3 separate regions of the Mus musculus genome follow, and all the other regions are linked to region 1. Evidence: chromatin contacts called from public Hi-C data. All regions are on one chromosome and are shown on one strand. The core of a region is the stretch at or near the end of the contact, and the rest is flanking DNA. Distances in the headings are between cores, read along the strand shown. Region 1 overlaps Pvt1 (Pvt1 oncogene). Region 2 has its middle 49 kb from the start of Gm30159. Region 3 has its middle 15 kb from the start of Gm22521.

Region 1 (4,506 bases), core at 750-3,249:
TCCTGTGGACTTCTAGGACCATTACTGGCTAGTCACCGCTCCATCCTTCCTGTCCCATCCCATCATTAGTTTGGACCTTTTTCTGAAAGTAGGAGGATGTGTTCTGGTATTGTATTCTGGGACACTCAGGCTAACGGGTCCTTACTAGTCATTCTTATCTTTGTGCTTCCTGACAGTGGGGCCAAGAGTCTCACTCATCACCATATCTCCACCTTCTAATACAATTCTGGGTATGTGCTTGATACACACTGTAGGGTGCATGAATGAATGGCATAAATGAAATAACAGACAGGCTGGGGATGGTGTTGAGAGGCCACCCTGGCTAGTTATCTGGGCTTGTGTTTCCGGGGGTCTTATCCCCTCTTGTCAGATTCGGGTCCAGGACAACGGTTCTATTGTTCACAGATAGCATAGCCTATCTGAATGCCTCTCTGGGCAGCCCTCTGTCACACCCTGAGCTCCTGCCCTATCTCTGGCCCCACCTGGTCCCCTTGCTGACACCCGTGCGGTGGGCCTGAGGAAAACTTTCATGTAGCCGGCATGACTGCTCCTTGATCTCTTTTCCCCTGTGTAAAAATTCATGGAAGAGTGCACCTGAGTCTCCTTCACTCTCTGCAGTTGCAGGAGGCCTAGATAATAGCTTCCATAACTCCTCAGTGTGACTATCAAACATACAGCTTAATCTCAAATATGGACGTTGTCTGACAGGTCCATTCCTATTCCACTCTGCCGTGGGATAAGCTGAGGTCCCCAATGACATCAAGGTCACATGACAGTAGTAAAAGAGACTGAAATTAGAACCAGCCATCCACCCTGACCCATCTTAGTCCTTTTTTCCATAAGTGGCCCACCCACAACACTAAATTTATTTCTCCTTTCTTACTTTCCTCACTTTCAAGTGGACCAAAGAGAGATTCTACAAATGTGATAACTCAGGATGGTTTTGAGTCTGTTATTAATTAACCGCATCTTGTATCCTTCATGTATCTGAAGGATATCTGAAAGATGTCTTAGGTACGGCCACCCTAAGGAGCTGAAGTAGCTCCTAGAGATTGCCTAGCGAAGGGCTGGGTAACTTCTCTCTTCAGTTTTATTAGCTGTGGTTATTGAATTGGGACATCTTTATAAAATGAAATGCTATATAGCTATTTAAAAGAGTCAGCTGGAAAGAAAAGTATATGACTTATGCACATATTAATTAGTTGAATTTAGACTTCTACAATGTGCATATATATATAAAATATGCCATATTATATATACCATATACCAATTATATATACCATAAATATGTGTAATTTTTATTTGTCAATTAAAATTGTTCAATTGTAGTTACTAATGGATCTTGGAGGCAATGCAGAACATGGTTGAAATAATCACTCTAAAGAATAGCACCAATCTTAGCCATGATGACTTGGCTTTTTTAAAGGAGGGTATAAAATAGCAGAGTGTGAGGTTCACTTCCATCTCCTCCTTAACACACAGCCACGGTCCCCCACATCAGCCATTCAATCTACTGCAGACACGGTACCCCTGTCATGTTCTGTTATCTCTGTCTCTTCGCTGACCTGTCAGTCTTTCATGAAGTCTAGTCTAGCACTGCTTACAGATACAGTGAGATTACCAGGGCCAAGCCAGAATGGACATGTAATGGATTGTCCAGGGATACGAATGAATGAACAAATGAATGAACGAATGAATGAATCAATAGAGAAGAGAGAATTTTCCCGCAATTTCTTTCTACCTTCTACTCCTTGAGTGCATGAAGCCAGTATCTAAGTCCCACTCTCCTCTCTCCCTCTTCTGGTCCCATCCCTGCCCCCTTCCTCTCCTTGAGTATCTTGACTCAACAAGGCTTCCTCATCCTTCCCAGGCTTCAGAGAAATCAGGAGCGGTGAATGATCGAAATGGACCTTTGAGATTACAGTGTGGAGCTGACATTGCCAGTTAAGCCTGGGCAGATCTGACTTAATTGATTTAGTTGTTGGAGCAGAGACAACCCAGAGGCTTGGATCAGCCTCCCCATCTGACAGTGTGCTGGTGAGTCAGATCTGTTGGGGTTTGAGTCTGTGCTCTGGGTACGGCTGCCTGGGTGACCTTGGCTGTGTTACTCACCCTTGTTGAATCTCAATTTCCTGATCTGCAAAAGAAGACTTAAGTGCGGCTTTGGAGGTCCTGGTGAGGATGAGCCTTGATAACGCTGGTGCAAATGCCCTTTAGAGACAGCAGGAGGGTGAAAGTGCTTATTGTGTGTAGAGTAGAGGAGGTTGCTGTCATTTCTCAGGGAGGAATCCCAAGGCCAGGTCAGAAGAGGTTATAATTTGACTCTTGTTCTGTTCGATGCACTTCTCAAACTGCCCAGGGTTTGCAGCTTAAGCGCATAAATTATCCTGCTCCAGCAGACCCTGTGTTCTGTAGTGAGCCATATGTTGGAGGAGATAGAGATCCTTATCTAGCAGAGTAATATTACCCAGCAAGGGATGACATTTCTTATCAGAGGCTGAGGAGTCAGAGATAGGAGCTTTTCTTTTCAATGGCTGCCAGACCTCTATGTCCTGGGCTGGCACGGTGGGTGGTGGGAAGGGCTTGATGCCTAGGAGTGGACAGCTGATGCTGTTGCAGGCATCAGCTGGCCTTCATCTCTTATGACAACCAGGCCTGCTAGGCTTGCCTTGTCAGAAGTGGGTCCTTTAGAGATTTTTGCATGTGGATGCTCTGATAGCGACTAGGCAGAGGGGAGTGAGAAAGGAAGAGGGGAACCTCATAATGGTGCAGGCCAACATTGGGTGGAGGCGGAGCCCCAGCCTGTGTCAGGCTCCCCTTTCTAGGAGCACAGGCAATCCCCTGCTGCATGGACAAAGCCTGGCTTTCTATGCAATGGCTCTGTAGGGTAGGGTATCTCTGTTCCTACTAAAACCAAGCTGTTGGAACGCTTCTATGCTCCTCCCAAGTCAGCTTCCTAGAGGCTCTGTGCCTTGTGCTCTGTCCTGGAAGTTGAGTTGTATGGATGCATCCACAGGGTGACTGAACTGTGAAATGCTCAGCTTCTATCGGGAGGACAGACCTGGAGTTTGTTCTCCCTCTGACACACTGCTGGTACTTTCCTAATTCAGACAGTATCTACACAGAAGGTCTACACAGAACGTGCCATCCCTGTGTTACTTGCCAAGTGGTCCCCTTAAAGCCTCAGTTTCTTTGTCTATAGCAGGATGAAGTGATGTCAGATCTTTCTATCTCTCCCATGACTAGTTTTGAGGGTCTCAATTTCAAGGCCATGGCTTTCTGAAGGAAAAGAGTTTATGCAGACCCCGAGACCTGTTCTGAGGAAAAGCTCACTGCAGATGGGGTACCATCATGGACCTGGTTGACTCCATGCTTTGGGAATGTGACTTGTATAAAAGGCCCACGATCAGGCTTCTTTCCTTCCTGATTTTTGGGAAGTCTTGTCCTGTCCTGTCCAGCTCTGCTCTCAAGTAATAATCTTGCTTCATCAAAAGGAAAGAGAAGTGGTTTTCTTTCTTCCGGGACCCCTTCCCATCAGCAGTTCCTCTCCCTCTGCTTCTTTCCTGGTAGCCCCACATCTCTGTTTCCATCTGTCTCTTCTCTCTCCGATCAACCTTATCTTGGGGCTTTGGGTTTTCTTGTCATACTCAATTTTGACAACTCTCATATCCCTTCTCAATGACCAAGCACAGATACTGAAAGCCTAGGGCTGACTATGCCCTTCTTCAACGTAAATATAGCCAGCATCTCTCAGTTAGCTTCAGGATTATAATCACACCTCTTGATATAGCATTTATGGGTCCCATCAACATCTCCCCTTCCATGAAGCCAGCGTGGTCACCTTTGACCCTCCCGTTCTCCACCCCCATGTCAGGCGTCACTCCTCAAAACCAGGTTTCATTTCCTATGTTATCCACTCTGCATTTTTCTCTGACTTGTGTGATTTAATCCTGTCATTTTGCATTTGTGCTTCTGACACCTGTGCCTCTGCCAAGTCCACCTTCACCTCTGGCTGGCTATGTGGCTGTGAGGTTTGCATGCATGTGTCTTTGTGCTTATTAGTTAGTGTCCTTTTATTTCCATTTGAAGGGCTTCCTTTAACATTTCTTTAATACAGGCCTTGCCATGTGTAGCCCTACCCCAACTTCCTGTTTGTCTAGGAAGGCTCTTCTGTGCCTTCCATTTCTCAGAGAGAGCTTTCAGATATTTGATTGGCAGTTATTCTTTCAGTGTCATCTCACTCTGTTAATTTTCAGGATATTTGCTGGTGAGTCTACAGATATTCTGAATGACAGTTCACCTGTATATGACAAGTTAGAGTTCTGTTACTGTTTTCTGATGGCTATGTCTTTGGCTTCTGAGACTTTGATTACAATGTGTCTTAGTAAAAATCCCTTCACTGTAACCAGATTGGGGTTCTCAGCTTCATGTTTATTTCCCATTCCTGGTTTTAAAATGTTTTCTATGATTTTTTTTTAACAATGTTTTTCAGCCCTTCCCCTGTCT
Region 2 (4,506 bases), core at 872-3,371, 970 kb after region 1:
GGAACTATACTTTTGTGTGGGTATAAAGAGAAATATTTACAATGTAGTATTTGGGGTGGAGCACATTGATTTAGTAAAGTGGTGACTGAAGTTTCTTTTCTAAGATTCATGACTTCACTAGCTCTGGCTAGTTGGATACGTCTTCAGAAAGAGGAATCATTTCTCACATGTGCATTGGGTATTAAATCAAATTGGAGAGTTTTTGGTTACTACCAAAGAATGTATGCCACTACTGCACCCTGAGGGTTATCTTGGTGGTCATTAATGTGATTCATATGTGTCATACTTGGGTAGAAATATTTGTTTATGTACTCATAAAGTCTCACCTACATGGCTGCCTAAGCATGACCAGAAGCTCTTCCGGAATACTTCCCTTCTTTGGAAGTTTGCATGGCACCTTCTGGTACCATGAAAGCTAGTCTTCATAGGTGAGGTTTTGAGGTCACCTCCAGCATAGGGGGTCTCTGGGCCCCATTTGATATATGATTTGATCATCGCAAACGTATGTGATGAACTAGTCACTCATTTTTTTACTTATAAATTTGGTTTCAGTCGTGTTGAGGTTTGGTCATTTGCTATGTATGATAATGCTAACTACTGGTCCTCAAGGCCTGGTTGTCTTCAGGGATGACAGAATTTGTAAATACACAAGTGCTGTCCCCCAAGTTATTCCCCATTGGTGAATAAAGATGCTTATAGTTGATAGATGGGCAGAAGAGAAATAGGCAGGGTTTTTGGGTTCCTGAGCTTGGAGTCAAAGGAGATCATGAGAGGGGAGAGAGGAAGGTAGAGAAAGGAGAGACTCCATGGGTTAGATGAGTTATGAATACATGGCCATGAGGGCTGGCTTTGAGTTAAGAGCTGCTCAGAGAGAACGTGGCAAATTATAATTTGGGATTATTGATGGAGAAATAGATTCTAATAGATTTCAAGGTAGATACCTACCCAAATCAAGTGCTGATTAAGGCTTATAAGTAAATATAAAGACTGTGTATCTTTTATCTGGGAATTAAGTGATCAAAGGCTGGATAGAAAACTCCATTTGAGATTAAATGATTTCTATAACACAGTAGCAATTTGTTTTAGATTCCTTAAGATGTGATTGACTCACCTGCATTCAGAAGCTCACAACCCAATGAAGAACATACAGATAATTACATAAAATATGCACTTAGTTAAGCAATTATGATAAAATGTGGTGGGCATTAATGGAGGAGCTGAGACATCACAATTAGTTGTTGAGTACTTTGCTCAAGGGAGCCAGAGAAGATTCATCAAACTGAAGACAAGTTAAAGGTAAGAAAGGAATCTGGCAAATATCCACTTAATGAGAAACCAGAAGCCGTGTGCTGGCATCACAGAGAAGTCTACTTCTATGGAAGACATATCACAAAAAATAATAATAAATAAGATAGAAAGTGATCAAGGAAGAGACTCAGTGTTGGTTTCTGCACCACACCTATAAAGTCATGGACACAGACACAGACATACAGACACAGATGCATAAACAAACACACAGACACAAAGACACACAGATACAGACACACAGAGAGACATAGACACCCAGACACAGACACCCAGATACACACACAGACATACAGACACATAGACACAGAAATAGATATACATACACAAACAAACAAACACACACACACCTACACAGACAGAGACACATACACACAAACACACACAGACACACATATATACATATACACATTCAGACATACCGACACTCACACAGACACACACACAGTCACACACACACACACACACACACACACAGACAAATACACAGATACAGAGACAGACACACACACACAGACATACAGACCCAGACATACACACAGACACATATACAGACACACACACACAAACATACAGACACATATACACATAGACACATGCATGTACACAGACAGACAGGCAGACAGGCAGACACACACACACACACTATTACCACTATGTGAATGAGGTTTGTTTTGGGTAAGATGCTCAGATTTGCATCTTATTTTCCCTGTTTCCCAGAAGGGAAACTTGACCTGACTCTTTTTACTCTAGCCATAGGGAAAGTCCGGAGGCAGCCAAGTTTATGCTGGACTGGAAATGAAATGTCAAATGTCAAGAGTCTACTTCCTGCTTGCTGTTTAATCATTAGACATAATTTTTGTCATGTGGAAAATGAGTTCATTATAATCAGACTGGAAATTCATGTACCTGAAAATCTTTAGAAGGGAACTCAGAGGGAAGAAACACTACTGGATAGCAGATACAAAACAATTCTTATCAGTTCAAATCTGTTTTACATTTCATTCCAGACTCTGTGAGTTAGCACCACAACAATGAACCTTTGTAAATTAATGAGGGTAACAGCAGGGAAAGAATCAATCAGCCACTCTTGTTCCTGAACCTTCCCCTTGGTAACAACCTAAAGTGAACCTTGGAGTCAAGACCTCAGACTAATAGCCTGCTTTTTTACCCTTTGAACAGAACAATTAAATAATCACATTCCTCTCAGCCCATTTCCTGAATGTATTAATTAGATTAAAGCACAACTTGTCAGCCTCTCCTGAGAGGAAAGGGTTTCTTGGATCTGGTTTCTCTTGCCCTCCAGCTTCCAATAAGCATGGACAGCTTTCAAGTAGGGGGGTCGGGGGGGGGGGGGAGGCTGGTACCTGGACAAGCAAACTGCTATTCTGTGCAGTTGCTATTCTTTCTCCTGGACTAGCTCACTCATTCCTTTCATCCTAACTCATCTACTATGGCATGTACATGTTTTGATTAGAATCCATTCTCCTAGAAGTTTATTTCTCTGAAAATACAGAAGCCATTTGGTAGCTCTGTGAGGCTGAATCTTGCCATCTCATCCATCTACACACCTGTCCACCCATCCATTTGCCCATCTATCCATCCATCCACCCACAACTTAAGACAGTGGTTCTGCAAGATCCTATCTGTGTGAGCAGATGCAAATTACTTAATCTTTCTGTATTTCTGCTTCTTTGTCTCCAAAATGGTGAAAGAAACAAGCTATACCTGTGTGGTTTCTGTGAGAGATCTTGAATTCATTGCTATGAAATGCTTCAACTACAATCTGGTAGGCATTTCCCAGTCCTAGGATTATAGGATTTCAAATATCAACATGGCTCTATTTCTGCCACAAAATGTTAAAACACCAAGCCAAAATGCTCACACACTAGATTAAATGAAGTGAGAGAGGCATGTGGCACCCTAAAAGTGCAGAAGGTGAAGAACTGGAGCCAGGCTCGGTACTGCCTGCCAAGACTTCTGCAAAAGCCTCTTGTCTGTGGAGGCCTCACCCTTCATTCAGCTAAGTGGCAAGTTCTGGAATTTCAACTTAAAATAGCAGTATCTACTACTGTACAATTCTGGTTTTTTCATTTTTTTCTGTCTATTACGTAACCTTACAATGCATCCATTAGTTAGCAATACACTCTATATTTTCCCTTTCATTTGATTATCGCAACTGTTTACAAGACCACCATAGACACTGCCGGAACAGGTTTCAGATACCGTTTTTGTTAGTTTGTTTGTTTGTTTGCTTGCTTGCTTGATTTTGCTGGGTATGGGATCAAACATTGTGCATGCTAGACAAGTAATCTACTATGAAGCTTCACCCATACACTTGGCATTTTGAGCAAGGTCTTCCCTGTGTAGCTCAATCTGGCCTAGAACTTGCTATTTGTCTAGGCTAGACCTCAAACTCATGCGTTCCTGCCTTAGACACCTGAATGCTCAACCACCATGCCCAGGCTGCAACCTGGGTTTCAAAGGCAGTGGTTATGTGATTGGAATTCTCAAACAAGGTTGAGAAACACTGGATATTTATCCATCTCTACTGAAGAATAAAAGCTCCTGAAAGCAAGGACATTCTCTAGTCACCTCCATTGATGACTAGCACTTGAAATGTAATTGATATTCAATTAATAGTTGGGTGAAGAAAGGAACAAACAATGGCTCTATCTTACTGGGTCCACAAGCCAAAAGGACTACTCTGTTTCCTACAAACCAACTCAATTTTCCTTAAAACTTTTTGGGATACATAATTTCAGAGGTAACAATGACAATGTGTTGATGTCAAAAGTCAAATTATTTGTATTTAACTTCAGAGATGGTAGAAAACACACACACACACACACACACACTGCTTTCCTGGAAAAGATACTTAAAAATGCTTTGTATGAGTCTGCACAGGTCAGCTAGCAGACTGGGGAGGGTGAGCGAGAGGACTGCATGAGTGACACAGCTTCTGGGACAGATCCCTTTTCGGGCTCCAGATCGAGGTACCTTCCCTACCAGAGGAGAGGTGTCTGCCCTGAAGGGCTCTGACTGCTGGAGCATGTAAGGGAACCATCTTGTGTCTCAGGTCTCTCAGAGACCAGTCTGCACAGGTGAGAGTGCAGACTGCAGAAGGTACACAGCTTCTGGGGCAGGCAGAAGCTACACAGCTTCGGGGACAGACCCCATCTTGGGCTCCAGACATCTGGG
Region 3 (4,506 bases), core at 983-3,482, 590 kb after region 1:
ACAATGGGTCTACATTCTAACAGCCAGAACCCACTGAGATCAGGGGGTTAAGGAGACAGTGTGAAGTGGGGAGAAGAGAGTACTGGGAATGGATACCTTGGGGAGTTGGGAAGGAATAGTTGGGCATATCTGGGGTAAGTAGGAGAGAACAGTTAAGATGCATATGCCCAAGGTGCATCATTTCCATGCGTCAATCTGTCACAAGACAAATGAATGATATTCAATTTTAAAAAGAAACTTTCAACCAAAGAGTACCCATGGAGGGACCCATGGCTCCAGCTGCATACATAGCAAATAATGGCCTTGTTGGGCATCAATGGGAAAGGAGAGGCCCTTGGTCCTGTGAAGGCTCGATGCCCCAGTATAGGGGAATGCTAGGGAGTGGGTGGATAGGTGGGGGAACACCCTCATAGAAGCAGGAGGGAAGGGCTTGTAAAGGGAAAACTGGGAAGGGAGTTAACATTTGAAATGTAAATAAATAAAATAACCAATAAAAAATAAAGAAAAATAAAGAAACCTTTGTCAAGGCATGCACAACATGTCTCCATCATTAAACTTACCTTCCTTTGCCAAAAAGATTCATGAGATAGTGATCAGCACAGAGAGAAACACAAAGATGAGTAAGATGAATGTGTGCATGCACACACACACACACAGAGAGAGAGAGAGAGAGAGAGAGAGAGAGAGAGAGAGACAGACAGACAGACAGATAGACAGATGGACAGTCAGATAGACAGACAGACATAGTATTATATAATGTGCTGCATGATGCCCGGTACAAAGATTTTATCTATTTCCCAAGTGCACATGCACACTCACATGATCTCAATATGTAACATGTTTCTGTTCCTAGACCTAATATGTACCATCCACTAGCCTCAAAGCAAACACTTTTTAATTTCTCGTTTGGGAAAAATAAAACTAATCTAGGAGACAAAAGACAATACAGCAACATGGAGGACTCATCTATTTACAATTAGATATAGACTATGCTTTTTATTTTAGAATTAATATGCATCTCACTAATGCCCAAAATGAACTCACATTCTAAAGCTGGGTTAGGAGAAAGAGAAAGGGGAAGACCCCTGAGATCTGTGAATGACAAGGAAGAGGTGTGTTTGCACTTTTCACCAAGAAAGGCTTGAGAGAAGAATGCAAGCAATCCTTCTTGTGGAAACAGGGTAGTTCTCTGTGGTAAATCACCTGCCTGGGGCTTCCCCAGATCAAGAACACCGAGAAAGAGTTGCAAGCCCTTGACTAGAAAGACCATATTAGGGCTGAGGACCTAAAGTCCATCTGAATCTTATTGCTCTTATTGCTATTACATGCTCCTTTGAGGAGAGATTGTAAACATAATAACAATCATATTATCCCACTACCTCTTGAACAGATTATCTTTGCTGGTTGAATGTGTGTGTGTGTGTGTGTGTGTGTGTGTGTGTGTGTGTGTGTGTTTGCATGCACATTTTAGGAGAGTTTATTTACATTGGTGACTCTATTCCAGTGTATTTGACTCTTCTGTGATAAAAGAGGAACAGAAAAATGAGACTGAGAAAAGATAAGGTAAGAGTTGTCAGATCATCATTCCGGTAATTCTTTCTTCTAGACACCAGGCAAGGCAATGCACTTGGACCTAAAAACACACAGATCAGCAAAGCCTATTCTAGAGGCATCTATGGTCTAGATAGAGTAACCTAGGGCTTAGAGAGTATTATGAAAATGGTATCTATATTCTTAGGAATAAGGAAGGCACAGTGCTTAACACTGCATAGTTGCCCTATAGCAAGCAGAAACTAATCAGTATATTGCCAAAAGCCACAGGTGGCAATCCCTAGTTAGGGGATTCCCTAACTAGTTTGCTTTAGGCCATTACCTGGGTCCAGCTGGCCCAGCTGGCCCAGGTGTTGAGGTAGGGATGCACAGACATTCCTGTTAGTACTTCCTTCATGCAAATTCACATCCTCTCTTGATTAAAAAAAATCTCTATCAAATAAGTCTCTTGATAAAATTTTTTAAAGCAAATTCCTTTAAGGAAATGGATCAAGATATACTTCTAAACATATAAAAAGTGACGAAGTGACAATTTAGTAAGATATTAAAATCTTCAAACCCATGAACTTCCTGTTTTACTCTTCAAAAATGATTAAAGAAGACCGTGGTGTTGGAGACGATAATGATAGCCACCACAGTGTAGATAAAGTCAGTAAGAATAACAGGCATTGGAGGCATTCTCAGAGCTTCCTATGTCTAAGAATTTTGTATGCATTTCTGTGAGACCGTTATCCTGTTTCAGTTTTGCAGATAAAGAAATAGGACACTTGTTTGCCTCAGATCACACACATTTTCAAAAGGAGGACATGTGTTCAAATCTAAGTGTGCTTGACTGCAGAGTCTAAGTCCCTATCTGTTGTCTGCCCTGTGTGTGAAAGGAGATGCTGAGCTCTACTCCAAAGATCTCCACTACCTCATGGAGAAGTGAGGAAAGACAAGAAGGAAAATGAGGGGAAATGTCCTCTCAGAAGGGCAAAGAGGTAAAAGATTACATACTCTGTTAATGACTTCTATTAGGCGTTGCAAATCATTCCCCTACCCCACCCCAGACTCCAATAGTTTGTCCGTGTTCATGGCTTAGTCTCCTTGAAAGGTGTTTTTCAACCCATCCATATTCTCTCTAATTGGGTGTCAACTAAAATATCAGTTAGCGACTTCCATTAATAGACAATATTGCAAACTACAAAACATCTTTTCCTACTCTCTAGCTTCACACATGCAGGTGAGTTGCACTGAAGACCAAATATGAAAGAAAGAGAATCGCATTTACCCAGCTCAAGTAAAATGGGTAAATGGCTTTGCAGTCTCCCTCTGCTTGTCTGGCTCCACATGACATCTTCCTTGTGGAAAGTGCTTTATATATGTCACCCTGACCTCCATTTCCTCCCATCTACTATGAAAACTTGCTTAATGAGATTCCCGCCAAAAAGAAAGGTTATCTAGAACTTCAAAATTATTAAGAAAAGGAAGTTTGACTCGCTTGTGGAGGCTTCTCTTAAAGTACTATATATAGCAGTTGCTTTTATGTTCATAGCTACAGAGAAATACAACTTCCTGCTTTCTCTGAAAAATGGTGTTAGAGCTTGCAAGCTGGGGCTAGGCTCTAAAAAAATACTTGCATCCAGGTCATCAGCCTATGTGACTCATTAGAAGTCTGTGACTATGCAAAGCAAAAATGAATTTTTTTTTTTATCGTGGACCTTAGTCTTCACTTCAATTTTCTAATCCCAGGGAATTGTATATATTTTGTCTCTGAATTACTATTTTAATAATGTGTTAACAATAGAATTAGTCTATGACTTTCATCATCATTTCATTCAATGATTTTCCAATATGTATGACCATGTTGCCATTGTTTCTGAATAAATAGGCAAAGACAGAAGAGAACTGGTATTGAACATGGAATTAGAATCTATTTATCTTGGTCAGCTTACTTGTGTTTTTTTTTTTTAAGATTTATTTATTTTATATATGTGAGTACACTGTCAGACCACACCAGAAGAGGACATCAGAACCCATTACAGATGGTTGTGAGCCTCCACGTGGTTGCTAGGAATTGAGCTCAGGACCTCTGGAAGAGCAGTCAGTGCTCTTAACCACTAAGCCGTCTCTCCAGCTAGTCTTGCTTTTTCATCTGCACACAGGCCTTAGGAATATGCAAGTGTTGATAGCGAGACATTTATTAGTAAGGAGTCAGAGTTAATTGAACATCAACAAAATTTATTTTCTGCATTACGCTCTGAGTGTCAAATAAATATTTATTCCTACAAACATGAAAGTCACTTTTCTCATGCATTTTCTCATAATGTGTTATTTTTCATGGGTGGCAAATAAGTTGTTAAAATAACTGAACTACTTTTAAATAATATCTAAAAAAAAAAAAAAAAACCTCAGCTTTTAGTAATGCTAACTTTGAGTAATTGGATAAAGTGTGGTGTCAGACTTCATCAGTGCAAAGTCCCTTTTTCTCTGATTGTGTTCATTAAATTATCTGTTAGAAAACAATGCTGAAGTTGGAATGAACTGATAACAGGTGATTCCTAATGAGATGTGCTGACATTACTTGGGAATGCTTATGGCCAAGATGTGTAAATGAAATCTAATTGCTAAAATATATGAGGCTTAGGAGTCAACCTCTAAAGCTGTATACAAAAATGAGTGCTGAGTAATCTCTAAAAGTGTTAGTATTGGTCTGGGAAAATGACTCAGTGAGTAAAGGGCAGCCTGAGAAAGCATATAGACCTGTGATCCGATCATTAGTGCCCATATCTAAAGCTGGGAGCCGCCATGATTATCTGTTACTGCAGCACTGGAAAGCAAAGACAGCTGAATTTCCAGCTGCAACTCTGGGCTCCAGGTTCATTGAAACGCTAATTAAATAAAAATTTGGAGAGAAATTAGAGGATGACACTGACAGTCTACCCCCAACCTCTCCTCTACATTTGCATATGTGGG

What was found. Hi-C and Micro-C count contacts between places; a contact is called where the count stands out from the background.
Region 2: a Hi-C map of the N1E-115 cell line shows a contact between it and region 1, with 4 times the contacts expected there. The contact joins two enhancer-like sites. A contact is called at or near these places in 1 of 15 datasets of contacts at CTCF or cohesin (the NIH/3T3 cell line) and 1 of 484 Hi-C or Micro-C datasets (the N1E-115 cell line).
Region 3: a Hi-C map of the G1E-ER4 cell line shows a contact between it and region 1, with 11 times the contacts expected there. The contact joins two enhancer-like sites. A contact is called at or near these places in 7 of 484 Hi-C or Micro-C datasets (the AML12 cell line, the G1E-ER4 cell line, the N1E-115 cell line and 2 more) and 3 of 115 datasets of contacts at active chromatin or transcription factors (CD8 T cells, large pre-B cells and memory CD8 T cells).

The regions. Positions count from the first base shown.
Region 1 is chr15:62,220,867-62,225,372 of GRCm38.p6, forward strand. The region is part of intron 2 of Pvt1 (Pvt1 oncogene); the gene reads left to right. Among named protein-coding and RNA genes, the nearest start is that of Pvt1, 190 kb to the left of the region's middle. Within about 2 kb of position 2,000, at least 62 of the 459 cell types and tissues checked have an H3K27ac peak or open chromatin away from gene starts, as enhancers often do. A contact at or near this core is called in CD8 T cells, the G1E-ER4 cell line and the N1E-115 cell line, where this site is marked.
Region 2 is chr15:63,191,955-63,196,460 of GRCm38.p6, forward strand. No RefSeq gene overlaps it. Among named protein-coding and RNA genes, the nearest start is that of Gm30159, 49 kb to the left of the region's middle. RefSeq lists an enhancer at 1,983-2,834. Within about 2 kb of position 2,122, at least 20 of the 459 cell types and tissues checked have an H3K27ac peak or open chromatin away from gene starts, as enhancers often do. A contact at or near this core is called in the N1E-115 cell line, where this site is marked.
Region 3 is chr15:62,806,414-62,810,919 of GRCm38.p6, forward strand. No RefSeq gene overlaps it. Among named protein-coding and RNA genes, the nearest start is that of Gm22521, 15 kb to the left of the region's middle. Within about 2 kb of position 2,233, at least 34 of the 459 cell types and tissues checked have an H3K27ac peak or open chromatin away from gene starts, as enhancers often do. A contact at or near this core is called in CD8 T cells and the G1E-ER4 cell line, where this site is marked.